Linked DNA regions of Mus musculus: regions 2 and 3 are each linked to region 1. Evidence: chromatin contacts called from public promoter capture Hi-C data. All regions are on one chromosome and are shown on one strand. The core of a region is the stretch at or near the end of the contact, and the rest is flanking DNA. Distances in the headings are between cores, read along the strand shown. Region 1 holds the start of Kcng3 (potassium voltage-gated channel, subfamily G, member 3). Region 2 holds the start of Pkdcc (protein kinase domain containing, cytoplasmic). Region 3 has its middle 38 kb from the start of Gm24240.

Region 1 (4,133 bases), core at 947-3,446:
ATTCGGGTGTTGCTGTTGGGTTGATGATATCACAATCAACTAAGAGTGTTACGTTAGAAACAAAGAAAATGATTTAAACCTATCTAGCCGATAAATATGAAAATATAACTTATGAAGCCTACGCTGCATTGTCACCAAATAATCTGTTTTCTAAGTTCAAATTTAATTTAAAAAGAGATATTTCTCTAAATGCTTCCAACAGCAGACTGCAAAGGGTTTTTTTTTTTTTTTTTGCATAGAGAACACAGGAAATAAATATAGTAATGTTCAAATCACCAACACAATGGCTGTTCTGTTGCTTGTTGCTTTTAGAATATTTTTAACAACTTGCTGGTGAATTGGCTCTTGCTGGTGTGAAGCCAGGCTGGTAGCTGGTTCTCACCTGCTTTTATTTATTTATTTATTTATTTATTTATTTATTCCTCTGGTCACTGTGTCCTATCCATTACTAAGACCTGCTAGATACTGGGCTGGGTTTCTCATAACTGGCTTTCATTTTTACTGACACGAGGTTAGGGCTTCTATTCCTGGCTTGCTGAAAGAGCCTTTTCCTTAGAATAACCCACGGGGCAGAGCGTCTTCCTAAACTAAGGCTTTCATCTAGCCACTTCTGTTATTAAAGCTTCAGGGATCCCATTGCAGATAGCCCGGCATGGACACAGGTCTTAGAACTCCCGTTGTTCCAGCCAGACAAATGCATTAGCTTTCTTTACAGTCGCTAATCTTTCACATCTGGCATTTGCTCCCCCGGAGTCCCTGGCTCCTTCTGCCAGCACCTCCTTCCATTCCGTATTGAATTCACTTCCTTCAGGATGTTTTCCTTGCTTAGTAGCTACTTAGCAGATAAATAACTCTTGTTTTTGAGCTTTTAATCACATTAAGTGCTTAAAAAAAAATGATCCAAGTCTAGGGATAAACAGCTTATGGAGATTTTCATTCTCTAAGAACCACCCAGGGTGACTTTGTCAGAAAGAGAACTCAAATTTGCAGGCGGCTGTTTTCACTAACATCTATCCGAGAAGCAGAGCAAATGACTCCTTATGGTGACCTCTAGCGGGCACGGGGCAGTCCTACAAAATTAGGAAAGTGGAGGGGGAAAGCAAAACCCTTCCCCAGGTACTCCATGGTCACAGGAGCCCATCTCACCCCTCCACCCTCCCTATTCATTTTTATTTCCAGGGTTTGTTTTGCATCTAACGCCGTCTCCCTTATATATAACTCACCTGTTTCTTGCCTTTGACGGGCTGGGTTGCCGGTGTCGGATGTGTAAACTGCTGTTTAAAATAATGCCTGCCAAGTCGAACCCCACTCCACCAAGCCTTAACCCTGCCTCTGCATTTGAAGGCCGGTGCCGCAGTCGCACGGGGGTGCTACGGGGAGGGAAGGAGTGGACATCGAGATAGCATGAAAAGGAGAATGCAAGATCGAGGCAATAAGACATTCTGGTCTTGCCAGTGAAAGAAAATTCTCTCCAGACTGCTACCCGACTCCACCGGAGGCATCGTGAGAGCGGTGTAGGCGCCTTCTTAGGACCCCAAGGCTGGGAAAGATGGGGGACTAGGGCGAGTCCGTTGGCCCATGGCATCCCTCAGGGAGCAGGGGGTGGGGAGAGCTTGGTGCGCGGCCGCCTTCGGAGCGCACGGCACGTGGGGTGCCCCACGCGCGGAGAGGAAGCGCAAAGTCTGCAGGCAAAGCCGCGACTGGGTTGCCTGCTTTGAGAAATCCTTTGGGGCGGCCTTAGAAGCCGACCAGGGTTTCCAACAGTCTCTGGCAAAGGCTCATCCAGACGCCGTCTGCTCCCTACTTCAAACCTCGCACCTTGGTCCTCACCTCAGCACCCCTCCTTCCCTCCTGTCTCCTCCCTTCGGGGGACTCTTTAAAGGAGCCTGGGGGAGGTGTGTCCATCATCCGGATGGCCCCGGGGCTCCCCGCAGCTCGCATCACGCCCTGCGCACCCCTCCCGGCCACTGCGGGCGGGGGCGCACGGCGTCACGAGGCGGGGAGCCCGAGGTCCGGGGCGGGGCGCCGGGGAATCCCAGCCGGAGCGAGCCGGGAGGTGCGGGCGCGGGCGGGCAAGGAGGTGCGCGCGGAGGGAGCGGAGCGCGCGGAGCCGGCGGGCGAGGAGGAGGACGGCGAGGGAGGCCCCGCCCCCGCCTCCCGGAGCCCGCTCCTCGCCGCCGGAGCCGGCTCACTTTGCCTTTCGCCTCTGGACGGCGGCGGGGCTGCGTGCGCCGGGGACCGGGCAGACCTGCCCACGGTGCCTCGGCTAACGTTCGCCCTCTGGGAGACCGGCGCCACCTGGAGCTGCGGCCAGCCACCCGGATTCGGGAGGGCGAACCCGGGAGCGAGGGGCGGCGGCACTGACACCGCGGGGGACGCGGGCGGTGCGGGGCGCGAGCCCCGGGGGAGCTCGGGCCCCGACGGCGCGGCCTCCCCGTGCGCGCGGCGGGCAGGCCCCCGGGGCGGCCAGCCATGACCTTCGGGCGCGGCGGGGCGGCCTCGGTGGTGCTGAACGTGGGCGGCGCCCGGTACTCGCTGTCCCGGGAGCTGCTCAAGGACTTCCCGCTGCGCCGCGTGAGCCGGCTGCACGGCTGCCGCTCGGAGCGCGACGTGCTCGAAGTGTGCGACGACTACGACCGGGAGCGCAACGAGTACTTCTTCGACCGACACTCGGAGGCCTTCGGCTTCATCCTGCTGTACGTGCGCGGCCACGGGAAGCTGCGCTTCGCGCCGCGGATGTGCGAGCTCTCCTTCTACAACGAGATGATCTACTGGGGCCTGGAGGGTGCGCACCTGGAGTACTGCTGCCAGCGCCGCCTAGACGACCGCATGTCCGACACCCACACCTTTCACGCGGCAGACGAGCTGGGCCGCGAGCAGCCTCGTCCCGCCGGACCCGAGGCGGCCCCCTCCCGGCGCTGGCTGGAGCGCATGCGGCGGACCTTCGAGGAGCCCACGTCGTCGCTGGCCGCGCAGATCCTGGCCAGCGTGTCCGTGGTGTTCGTGATCGTGTCCATGGTGGTGCTGTGCGCCAGCACGCTGCCCGACTGGCGTGCGGCGGTTGCTGACAACCGCAGTCTGGATGACCGGAGCAGGTACTCCGCCAGCCCTGGGAGGGAACCCTCCGGGTAGGACGCACTGCTTTTTTTGCCCGTCCAGTCCGTCCAGTCCCGTCTATCCGTGCCGTCCGTCCGTCCGGTCTCCGTCCTGTCTGCCTGGCAGCTCAGCTAGGCTTTTTTCCTGCCCCAGGAGGTCCCTGGCGCTCCAGCCGAGGGGTGTGAGGAATCTATGGGTCCCCAACCCCGCCCCCTTTTCACAGGCGCAGCCTGTGGTTGTGCTTGGGTCTCACCTTTTAGAGTAAAACCTCCAGGCTTTGTGTTTTAGTTCTGACCAAATAGCAACCTGCTAATTAGATTTTCCAAACTTTTATTGCTAACACGCAATAATTTGCACGATGATTCAGTTTGAGCTAAGAGCTCTTTGAAATATGTGCCAGTACTGGTGGTGTTTGAAAAGATGAAGTCTCATTTCGGTGAAATGTGGTCTGCTTCAGTGCCCACACATTCTGCACACCCTGCTCCCGGCGTAATGTGTGCTGGGATGGAATCCGTATTATAAAGGAGGCTAATTTAGTGATAGACTCTGAATAATGGGTGCCTGTGCCCTTTTTCCTCTCTCCTTTCCGAGCAAGTGTGGACCTAGCAAATTCCTCTCCTCTGTGTGGCATTAAGGATTTGGAGTTTCATTCAGAGGGTCTTCAGTGTGGAGAAGAAAACAAAAACAGCTATTACCTTGGGAGAGAAGAAAAAGCGAAACTTCCCCAAACCCAGAAACAGGATTCGGTCATTGAAGTGTCTTCCCGCCTCCCCCCACTTTACTAGGATGAAAAGAAAACACTTTAATCTTTCCTGAGCTCATGCTTATCTCTTAATGGTGATAGCACTCTCCTGTTTTTAGAACAAGTGAGTTTATTTTGCATATTTGGTGGGAGGAATAAGCAGACTAAAGTTGGACTTTCCGAGCAGACAGCCATTTTGGGCATAAAACCCAAACTGTATATTCTCTTTCACCCTTTGTTTGATAACTCTTCTAGGAGCCTTCACCCATTCATTTTCTGCCCTAATTTTTTTCCC
Region 2 (4,133 bases), core at 943-3,442, 420 kb after region 1:
GGCCACGTAACCAGCCGCTCACTCCCTTAAGCTCCAGTCACAGTGTTAGCCATGCAGCCAGACATAAACACACACAATGGGTGTTTGGGACCAAATGCAGGGCCTGGGACCTTGACAGAACTTGTCACAAGAGTATGGCCAGGACTGGGGGCATTAGTTCTAGGGAGACTTGGAGCCACTAGGAGTACAAGTAGTATTGTGGCCTCTTTATTCTGTGGTCCACAGATCCCTCGAGGCCTGGGGCCCCCTTCTCAGTGCTGAGGGAAGAAAAGATGGACTGCTGTGCCTCTGGCCAGCTCTTTGGGTATAGAAAAGTGACTCTGAGGGTGGGTGGGTGGTATGGACAGCTGGGGGGGGGGTTGCACACACTTATGTTACCCAGCCAAGAGCAGTCAGGGGTCCCCTTTCAGTCACCTCACACATATGCATAGAGAGTAAGTAGTCTTATCCAAGGCAGAGAACTCAGAGAGGGGAAGTGGGTTTATGTTTGGATGGCGGTGGCATTGTGAAGGTCTGTTCTAAATGCAACCTTGGATGGACGAGATGTGGGGGTGCATCCTTCTTGCCTGTGCCCCCAATGAACAAGGACAGAGTTTCTCGCTAGGAAAGTATGCATCTAGCTTTTTGAACCGTCTAGCCTCTTGGCTAAGCACACTTGCAAGAGTGTGGTATTCATACTAGCAGACCTGGAGTCTTCTGGCCTACAATCCTGAGGCTTCCCCTGTGGTTCAGCTGGACCCACTTGAAGTCCCAGGGAAGCCTGTGGTCACTTCTGGGAAAGGCTGTGTATTTTCTGGCCTCTTTTATCCCTTTCAATGGCCTGTGAGCCCAGTGAGAAATGAGGGTCTCCCTGAAGATCAAGTCAGATCCATGGTCTCCTTTTGGGCCCCTCCCATACCCACTGAGGCTTAACATCACCTCCAAAGCCAGACGTGTCGCTGGACTTTGAAAAAAGTATGGTTCAGGCTCTACCAATATGGGGGATCCTATTTCTGCATCTGGGAGCTGACTGAAGCTGGATGTTGGAGTTGGACCTGAGGTCACTATGACTGGAGATAATACTCCACCAGCTTTAGCCAGCAGCAGGGTCCTCTGTGGTCACAACTCCTAATCACTGCCTTATCACCAGCTTGGGACCCTTCTGGTCCTTGCCTCTGTCTTTACGGGATGCGTTTAAGCTGGTACAGGGTTCTACCCAAAGGGTGAGAGACCCCGGCAGGGTGGTGCTGAGTGTGGTTCCCTAATCTGGGTTCTGCACCTAGCTGCAACTGGGCAGTCTTGGACGCCCTGAGACTTATTTACTCCGTAAGACCAAGGAGTCTTTCAGAGTGGCCAGCCAGCCCCCTCATCCCGGAACCCCACTGTCGTACCTGCAGCACGTTGGGGTGCCGCAGCCGCTCCAGCAGCACCATCTCTTTGAGCAGCTTGTGGGCCGCCAGGCGATAGCAGCCCCTTCGCGCCCCGAACTCGCGCACGCAGCTGCCCAGATCGTGGCCGCTGAAGTCCACTGCTTTAAGCGCCACCGCGGCGCCGCCGGGCAGGCGGACCCGGTACACAGCCTTAGTGTAGCCTGAGCCCACGTACTGCGCGCCAGACACGTTGCGGAGCGCGGCGCAGCCTAGGCGCGGGCCCGGGCCGGGGGAGCCCGGGCCGGGAGCAGGGGGCCAGCCCGGAGCGCCGTCGGGCGGGGACCGGACCCGCGGGGGCCGGGGACGCTGCAGGCCCGGCCCGCCCGGAGCCAGGTCCATCAGGCGCCGCCGCTCTGGCCGGCCCGCTCCCGGCCCCGGCCCCCCGCGGGAATAGCGCTGCACCTCCTCGTAGCGCTCCCGGATCTGCCGGGCCAGCTCCCCACGGCCCCCGCGACGGCCCGGGCCCGGGGCTGCCGAGGACCCCGGGGACTGGCCTGGCCGCGGAGGCTCCGAGCCCGGTGCGAAGAGCACGTTGAGGACGGAGCCCAGCAGGAAGGAGGCGCAGAAACCAGCGGCCACGGCCGCCCGCCGGCGCCGCATCGCTCCCCTCCCCCCGGCCGGCCGCGCGCCGCTCCCCGGCCCCGGCCCCGGCCCCGGCCCCGGGCGGCTCAGGCTCCGAGGCGACTCGGCTTCGCGCCGCGCCGGCCCCCTGCCCAGCCCGCGCGCATGGCCCGGGCAGCCCCGACCCCGGCCCCCGGCGGGCGGCACATCGGCCTGACACTTGCCTCCCTCCCGCCCTGCCCCCGCCGCTTATAAGGCCCGGAGCCACCCCCGCGCCCGCCCCTCCGCCAGCGCCTCCCCGCGCCCGGCCGAGCCAGTCCTCGGCGCCGCCCCCTCTGGCCGCCCGGGCCGGCCTTCCCCGCTGACTGACAGCGGGACCTCCTCCCGCGGCCAGCCGGGCCTGGGAAGCGGCGCGGAGGCGGCTCCGGCCCTGCCCGGCGCGCGGCCCCCCGAGCTCGGGTTGGGGAGCGGGGGAGGGGGAGGGGGCGGCCGCGCGCAGGGCTTCCAAGCCCGAGGCCAGGCTGGATAACGGGACCCGGAGGCCGAAAGCGGAGCTGGCCGACCTGGTGCGGGGAGTTGGAGGGGCGAGGCCGGCGGGTAACGGGCTCCAAGGGGCAAGCCGCCAAGGCCCGGGTGCGGGGATCTCAGGGGTACACGCTGCCTCCTGGGGGAGGTGGGGAGTCGGGGCTGCAGTGCAGTGCGCAGGGGTTCCTCCTTCTGCGGGTGAGGCTGCTCTGGGACAGCCCGGGTTCAGGGTGTGATGAAGGGCGGCGCACTGGGGAGGCTGCCCCGCACCTGCGAGAGCGCGAGGGGTGGGGACTGTGGTCTCAGAGTTAATCAGGAGGTTTCGGAAGAATTCTTTTTTTTTTTCAACTGTCTTCTACCAGGACTTTCTGATTTTCCTGGTTCCCGAATCCCCACATCTCGACAACACAGCTCCATCCCCATCCCCGAGAACCTCGATCTTTGACCCGCCAGTAGGGGGTCGGAACCGTATACAGCGAGTGCATTAGTGTCCACGCACATCTGTCTGTGGAATGTGTGCATCCGCATGTCCCGAGGGGCTACTGTGTCTCTAGGATGGGAGTGAGTGTGTGCCCTGTGTGTTAGTGCTGACTCCATCAGAACTTCTGGTCCCTCCTCCTCCCTCCCTGATTGCATCATTAGTGCTAATTGAGGGGCTTTCACACGCCAGTGCATTAGCTGTTTGGAGTGAGCTCCCCCCTCCTGCGAGATAAGCTGCCGCCCCTCCCCCTCGTGGCTCTCCACTTCCCTAGGGCACTGAAACTGTCCACCGAGGTCGTCTCACTTCCTCAGGCTCCCTCCTGCTTTGCTCTGGGCAGGAAAAAGTTATCTCTCTTCCTGCAGTGCCGTGGATTCGGCTGGAGCGACGGCATATGGGGTAAAATTTAGGGGCTGGAGAAAGAATCCAGAGCCGCCTTTCTGAGGGGCTTTCTAGGAAGGAGGGGTTTTCCCTCAAGAGGTCTCCTGTTCCTATCCAACGCAGGGAGGAACTCTGTGACAGGGAATAAAACTTGCGGCTAGCTCTTTTGGAAGTTCAGCCTGTGATCGCACTGAGGTAGGCCTTCTGGCTCTGACTGACTTCTTGGTCCCCTAAAACTCAGAAAGTGGGGACCATGCTGAGTTATTCGTCATGGGAAAGGCAGGTTGAAGGAGGCCATGATTCCCCCTGAGAGATTTGGGTGGGTTTGATGGAGTGTGCGCTATAGGTCTGTTCCTGTTTAAGCTGCCCCGCCCAGCTCTGGCCCATAGCTGCTGGGAGGTTGGGGAGGGGGCTGTCTGAGCAGATGCCCTCCCCAGCCCTCACACCAGATGTCTTTGGTCTAATTAACTGTGCTGGGAAAACCAACCTGGGTTTGTAAACATAGCTACTGGCTAAAGTCAACAGGGAACAGGAGCAAACAGTCCCCTTCACTGAGCCTCATCTAGACCCAGCACCCCAGGGAAGGGAGCTGGGGGGGGGGATCAGAAATGCCCTGGCCCACAGATGAGTCAAAGAAAGACTGTCTGCCTGGGTGACCCCAACGTGACTACTATTCCCTTGCTAGTTCTACAGTGTCTACTCAAGAAGTGTGAGGACCAGCTAGCTACCATGCCCAGGAGAGGTTTGACTTCTGGCGGTTTCACCTCTGATGGCTGCAC
Region 3 (4,133 bases), core at 1,034-3,533, 320 kb after region 1:
ACATACACACACACATACACACACATATACACACACATACACACACATATACACACATACATGCACACACACATACACACACACACACACACACACACACACACACACACACATACACACACACGCATGCGCACGCGCGCATGATGGCTCAGGAGCAGTTGCTTGCTGCACCCTGACAACCTGAGTTGGATCCCAGGACCCACACGGTGGAAGAGAGAACTGACCCCTGCAAGTTGTCCTCTGACCTTCACACAGGCTGTGGCATTTATCTGAGCACACACGTGCACAAATAAACAGATAAATGTAATAAAAATTTTAAGAAAGAGATATTCTGGCTGAAGGTTTTGTTCCGTGGTATAATGTGGATTTAGCATGCAAGATACCCTGGGTTAAATCTCCAGAATTAGGGGGGAAAAAGGGTAGTATATGCATTATTCCTTCCTAGAGCCAGAGGAAGAAAAAGCCCACAGTTCTCAGCAGCGTGTTATAGGAGGGTAGACTATACTTTGCCTTTAACAAAAGCCAGTTAGTAACAGAGATTTAGACTAAAGCTATTTCTCCCCCTTCCCCCACTCTCCTCTAAGAGCTGCTTGCAGGTGATAAAACCCTAAGAGGAGAGAGGAGGGGGAGGGCTCTCTTGACTTCATGCTGGCAGAGAAACTCTGAAAAAAAAGCAGGGAGCAGAGACTTGAAGTTTTCTGTGGCTCAGCCTGAGGGTAGCCAAATTCATCTTTCTTCAGGAGCTCTGAGTGCAAGGACCAAGCTGGCGAAGGCCAACTATTATCTTCCTATAGCAGGGTACAAGGGAGCAGGGACAGGGTTGGCTAGAAAGGTTTGCAGTTTTGTCTTTTGCCTTCGTTGCTCCGTTGCCGAACTTAGAATAGCCGCAATGGCTTCCCTCTGTGACCTGTGCATTGTGTGTGTGACAACTGAGAACGCCACATGTGGATTAGGTTCCTGATCTAGAAGTCTTAAAACCTGAAATGGAGGCGCCAGTGAGAGCAGCATCTTTCGGGAGGTTCGAATCCTGCAGCACACATTCTCTTGGCCTTTTCAGATCACGAAGGCTGCCTGCATTCCTCGGCCCCTCCAACCTTGCTGCAATCCTTGCTCCTCTGGCTTTCCTGCTTTGCTTCCTTCCCTTATAAGGAACCCTGTGATCACAGCATGCTTTCCAGGCTAATCCCGGGTAATCTCTCCATCTCAAGGTCCTTAGCTTAATCATATCTGCAAAGACCATTTAAGGAAACAGACTCACAGGTTCCAAGATGTAGGCATTCTTGGGGATCATTATTCTGTCTACTAGAGCCCTAAGGCCACACCATCAGTGTCACATCTAGGGAAGGTGGCAGCCCTGAGTCATAGGCCAGAGTCCACGGTACCCAGTGAGCAGATTAGGAGCAGGTGAAAGCAGAAGAGCCAGCTAGCAGGGAGGACTGGCTCTGCCAATGGAAAACCAACTCCCTTTCTGCAAACCTACTTGTGAAAGTCCACGAACAACAGCAGAGGCAGAAAGGCAGACTCTCCCTGAGTGCAGCGGCTGTCCAGGCAGCCAATACATTGGTTAAAAACCCAAGCCAAGGGCCAGCCAGATGATTTGGTGGCTTGCCACACTACCCGGATGACCTGCGTTCAATCCCCAGAAAACACCGTGAAAGCAGGAGAGAACGAACTCTGCGAAGTTGTCCTCTGTCTTCCATATGCACGCAGTACACACACACACACACACACACACACACAAATTAAAACCAGCCACCACAACAAAAAACCCCAGCCAGTTTGTTAATTGCCACGCCTGGTTGCTGGCAGGTGTGCAGTTCAATAAGAAACATTCATTATTAATGGCGAGAGGGACCCAGAGCCCCAGCTGCCTGGGGAGGCAGCCTCAAAGCCCAGACCCTGAGGAAATAGAAGAGTCATAGGAAGAGGGGACGGCTATGAGGCAGGTGTGCGGAGGTAAAGTTTCAAACACTATGGTTAAGTCTTCCCATGCCACCAAGGAGGAAGTATCTGGCTGGTTCTTTAATGAAACTTGGAACTCATATTGCGCCAGTCAAGAAGGAAATATTCCTGTGGTTTTTTTCTGTGGGGGAAGAAAGTAATAAATCTTTGTGTTGTTGAAGGAACACCTTTCCGTGGTGCAGCTCCAAAGGGATGGGTTACTCGCAAAAGCCTACGTGCCTGAACGCCTTTGTTAACACCAAGCAGTTGGGAAGGGTCACGTCATAGATCCCTGCAGGGCAGGGACAAAGTTCAGGAACAAATGACACATGTTCTGTTGACTTCCTTAGGGGACAGAGGTTTAGAAAAGAGGTATTGCTACAAAACCGGCAGGGCTCTGGGGTGAACTGGCTTTGGAAGCATCTCCTTATGAAGTCACTGATAGGTTCCTAATCCCCCAAAGGAACATTCTGTGATCAGTGTGACTTCAGAGGAAAATGGTGGAAGAAAAGGTGAAGCCTCTGCTCTGAAGGAGACCTCCCAGGCTACGGGAGAGTCTTTCGTGTGTGTACACCGCTCCAGGTGTGTGTTGGGTGGGTGGGGTCCGGTGTCACAACTGATCATTAACTATGATAAGAGGAACAAAGACAGACCAGGCAGAATAAAGGGCTCTGCAGTGGCAGTGGACAGTCTGCGGATGCCAGAGTCGGGGAAGCTAGACCTAATCATGGAGTCCATACAAGCACAGAGACTGGAGAAGAACAAAGTGGGCAGAGAGATAAACCATGAGGACATCCCCAACACATTTCCAGTGGGGGAGCTAAAGTATACGGAAACTGAGCTTGTCTTAGCAAGGGCTGGGTGTAGTGCTGGTCTGCTTATCAGCCCTGGCGATCTTGTTAGGCATAGCCCTCACCCACAGCTCCAGCTCTAGGCGGCTCCTCTGTTTAAGTGACCTAACCCCTGGCACACTTTTGCACAAAGTGAAGAAAAGCCGGAAGAAGGGCGATAGCAAGAAAGATCAGGAGTTAAAGTGAAGGGAAAGTTCACGGTACCTTGTGCCTGTCAAGTGGTTGATGATCTGGTTCAGAGGCCTGGCCACACACAGGTAGTGCCTAAAGTCGATATGGCATTTTGGTGACTTGGGCTGGGTTGACCAGTTTGTCCTTGAGGTAGAGGCTCTCCACAAGCTGTGCTTGTGACCTCCCACTTAAAAACAAAAAGAACTGCATTATCATCTTTGCCCCCCCACCCCATGTGTGCACCCCCCACCCCGTGTATGTGTGTGTGTGTGCATGTGTGTGTGTCCCCATGTATGTGTGCATATGTATGTGTGCACGTGTGTGTCCCCCTGTGTGTGTGTGCATGCATGTGTGTGTGTGCATGTGTGTGTGTCCCCATGTATGTGTGCATATGTATGTGTGCATGTGTGTGTCCCTGTGTGTGTGTGCATGCATGTGTGTGTGTGCATGTGTGTGTGTCCCCATGTATGTGTGCATATGTATGTGTGCATGTGTGTGTGTCCCTGTGTGTGTGTGCATGCATGTGTGTGTGTGCATGTGTGTGTGTCCCCATGTATGTGTGCATGTGTGTGTGTCCCTGTGTGTGTGTGCATGCATGTGTGTGTGTGCATGTGTGTGTGTCCCCATGTATGTGTGCATGTGTGTGTGTCCCTGTGTGTGTGTGCATGCATGTGTGTGTGTGTGTGCATGTGTGTGTGTCCCCACGTATGTGTGCATATGTATGTGTGCACGTGTGTGTGTCCCTGTGTGTGTGTGTGTGCACACGCAGGCCACTGTGCTAATATGGAGATCAGAAGACAAGTCTATGGAGACATGGGGAGTCAGTTATCACTTCTTACCGTGCCAGTTCTAGGGACTGAACTCAGGTCTTAAGGGTTGAGTGACAAGCAGCTCTACCCACTGAGCTACCTCTCCAGCCCTTAGGTCTGGATTGACTGAGGTAAATCTACCCTGCTTCAAGTTCTCCTGAGTCTAGATGTGCAGAGTAAGTGTGAGATTACAAAGGAAGAGCACCCGGAAAACAATAAAATAAAAAAAATAAAAGCCCTTCGCTGCGATTGCTGGATGTGAAGATCTGTTCCTGTCTGACCTACACACACACACAGTCTGACTAGTAGACCCAGACACTGGAGTTTCCAAAATGTTTCTGCAGAGTAGTGCCTATTTTTA

Evidence for each region. Promoter capture Hi-C pulls out the DNA fragments that hold promoters and counts their contacts.
Region 2: a promoter capture Hi-C map of embryonic stem cells shows a contact between it and region 1. The contact joins the promoter of Pkdcc here to the promoter of Kcng3 in region 1. A contact is called at or near these places in 5 of 39 promoter capture datasets (the C10 cell line, embryonic stem cells, pre-B cells and 1 more), 1 of 15 datasets of contacts at CTCF or cohesin (stem cell-derived epiblast-like cells), 5 of 484 Hi-C or Micro-C datasets (all in embryonic stem cells), 3 of 115 datasets of contacts at active chromatin or transcription factors (all in embryonic stem cells) and 2 of 9 other capture datasets (adipose tissue and embryonic stem cells).
Region 3: a promoter capture Hi-C map of the HPC-7 cell line shows a contact between it and region 1, with 3 times the contacts expected there. The contact joins the enhancer-like site here to the promoter of Kcng3 in region 1. A contact is called at or near these places in 12 of 39 promoter capture datasets (the 3T3-L1 cell line, the C10 cell line, the HPC-7 cell line and 6 more), 2 of 484 Hi-C or Micro-C datasets (bone marrow-derived macrophages and embryonic stem cells) and 4 of 115 datasets of contacts at active chromatin or transcription factors (T-cell acute lymphoblastic leukemia, embryonic stem cells, neural tube and 1 more).

What each region holds. Positions count from the first base shown.
Region 1 is chr17:83,629,958-83,634,090 of GRCm38.p6, reverse strand. It overlaps Kcng3 (potassium voltage-gated channel, subfamily G, member 3), which reads left to right and starts at 2,196. Exons shown (of 2, transcript NM_153512.1): 1 at 2,196-3,128. The coding sequence starts at 2,473.
Region 2 is chr17:83,213,342-83,217,474 of GRCm38.p6, reverse strand. Pkdcc (protein kinase domain containing, cytoplasmic) reads right to left here and starts at 2,192. Exons shown (of 7, transcript NM_134117.2): 1 at 1,371-2,192. The coding sequence starts at 2,009. Gm34686 (a long non-coding RNA gene) reads left to right here and starts at 2,341. Exons shown (of 3, transcript XR_001782234.2): 1 at 2,341-4,133.
Region 3 is chr17:83,305,876-83,310,008 of GRCm38.p6, reverse strand. No RefSeq gene overlaps it. Among named protein-coding and RNA genes, the nearest start is that of Gm24240, 38 kb to the right of the region's middle. Within about 2 kb of position 2,283, at least 71 of the 459 cell types and tissues checked have an H3K27ac peak or open chromatin away from gene starts, as enhancers often do. A contact at or near this core is called in the HPC-7 cell line, T-cell acute lymphoblastic leukemia, bone marrow-derived macrophages and 1 more, where this site is marked.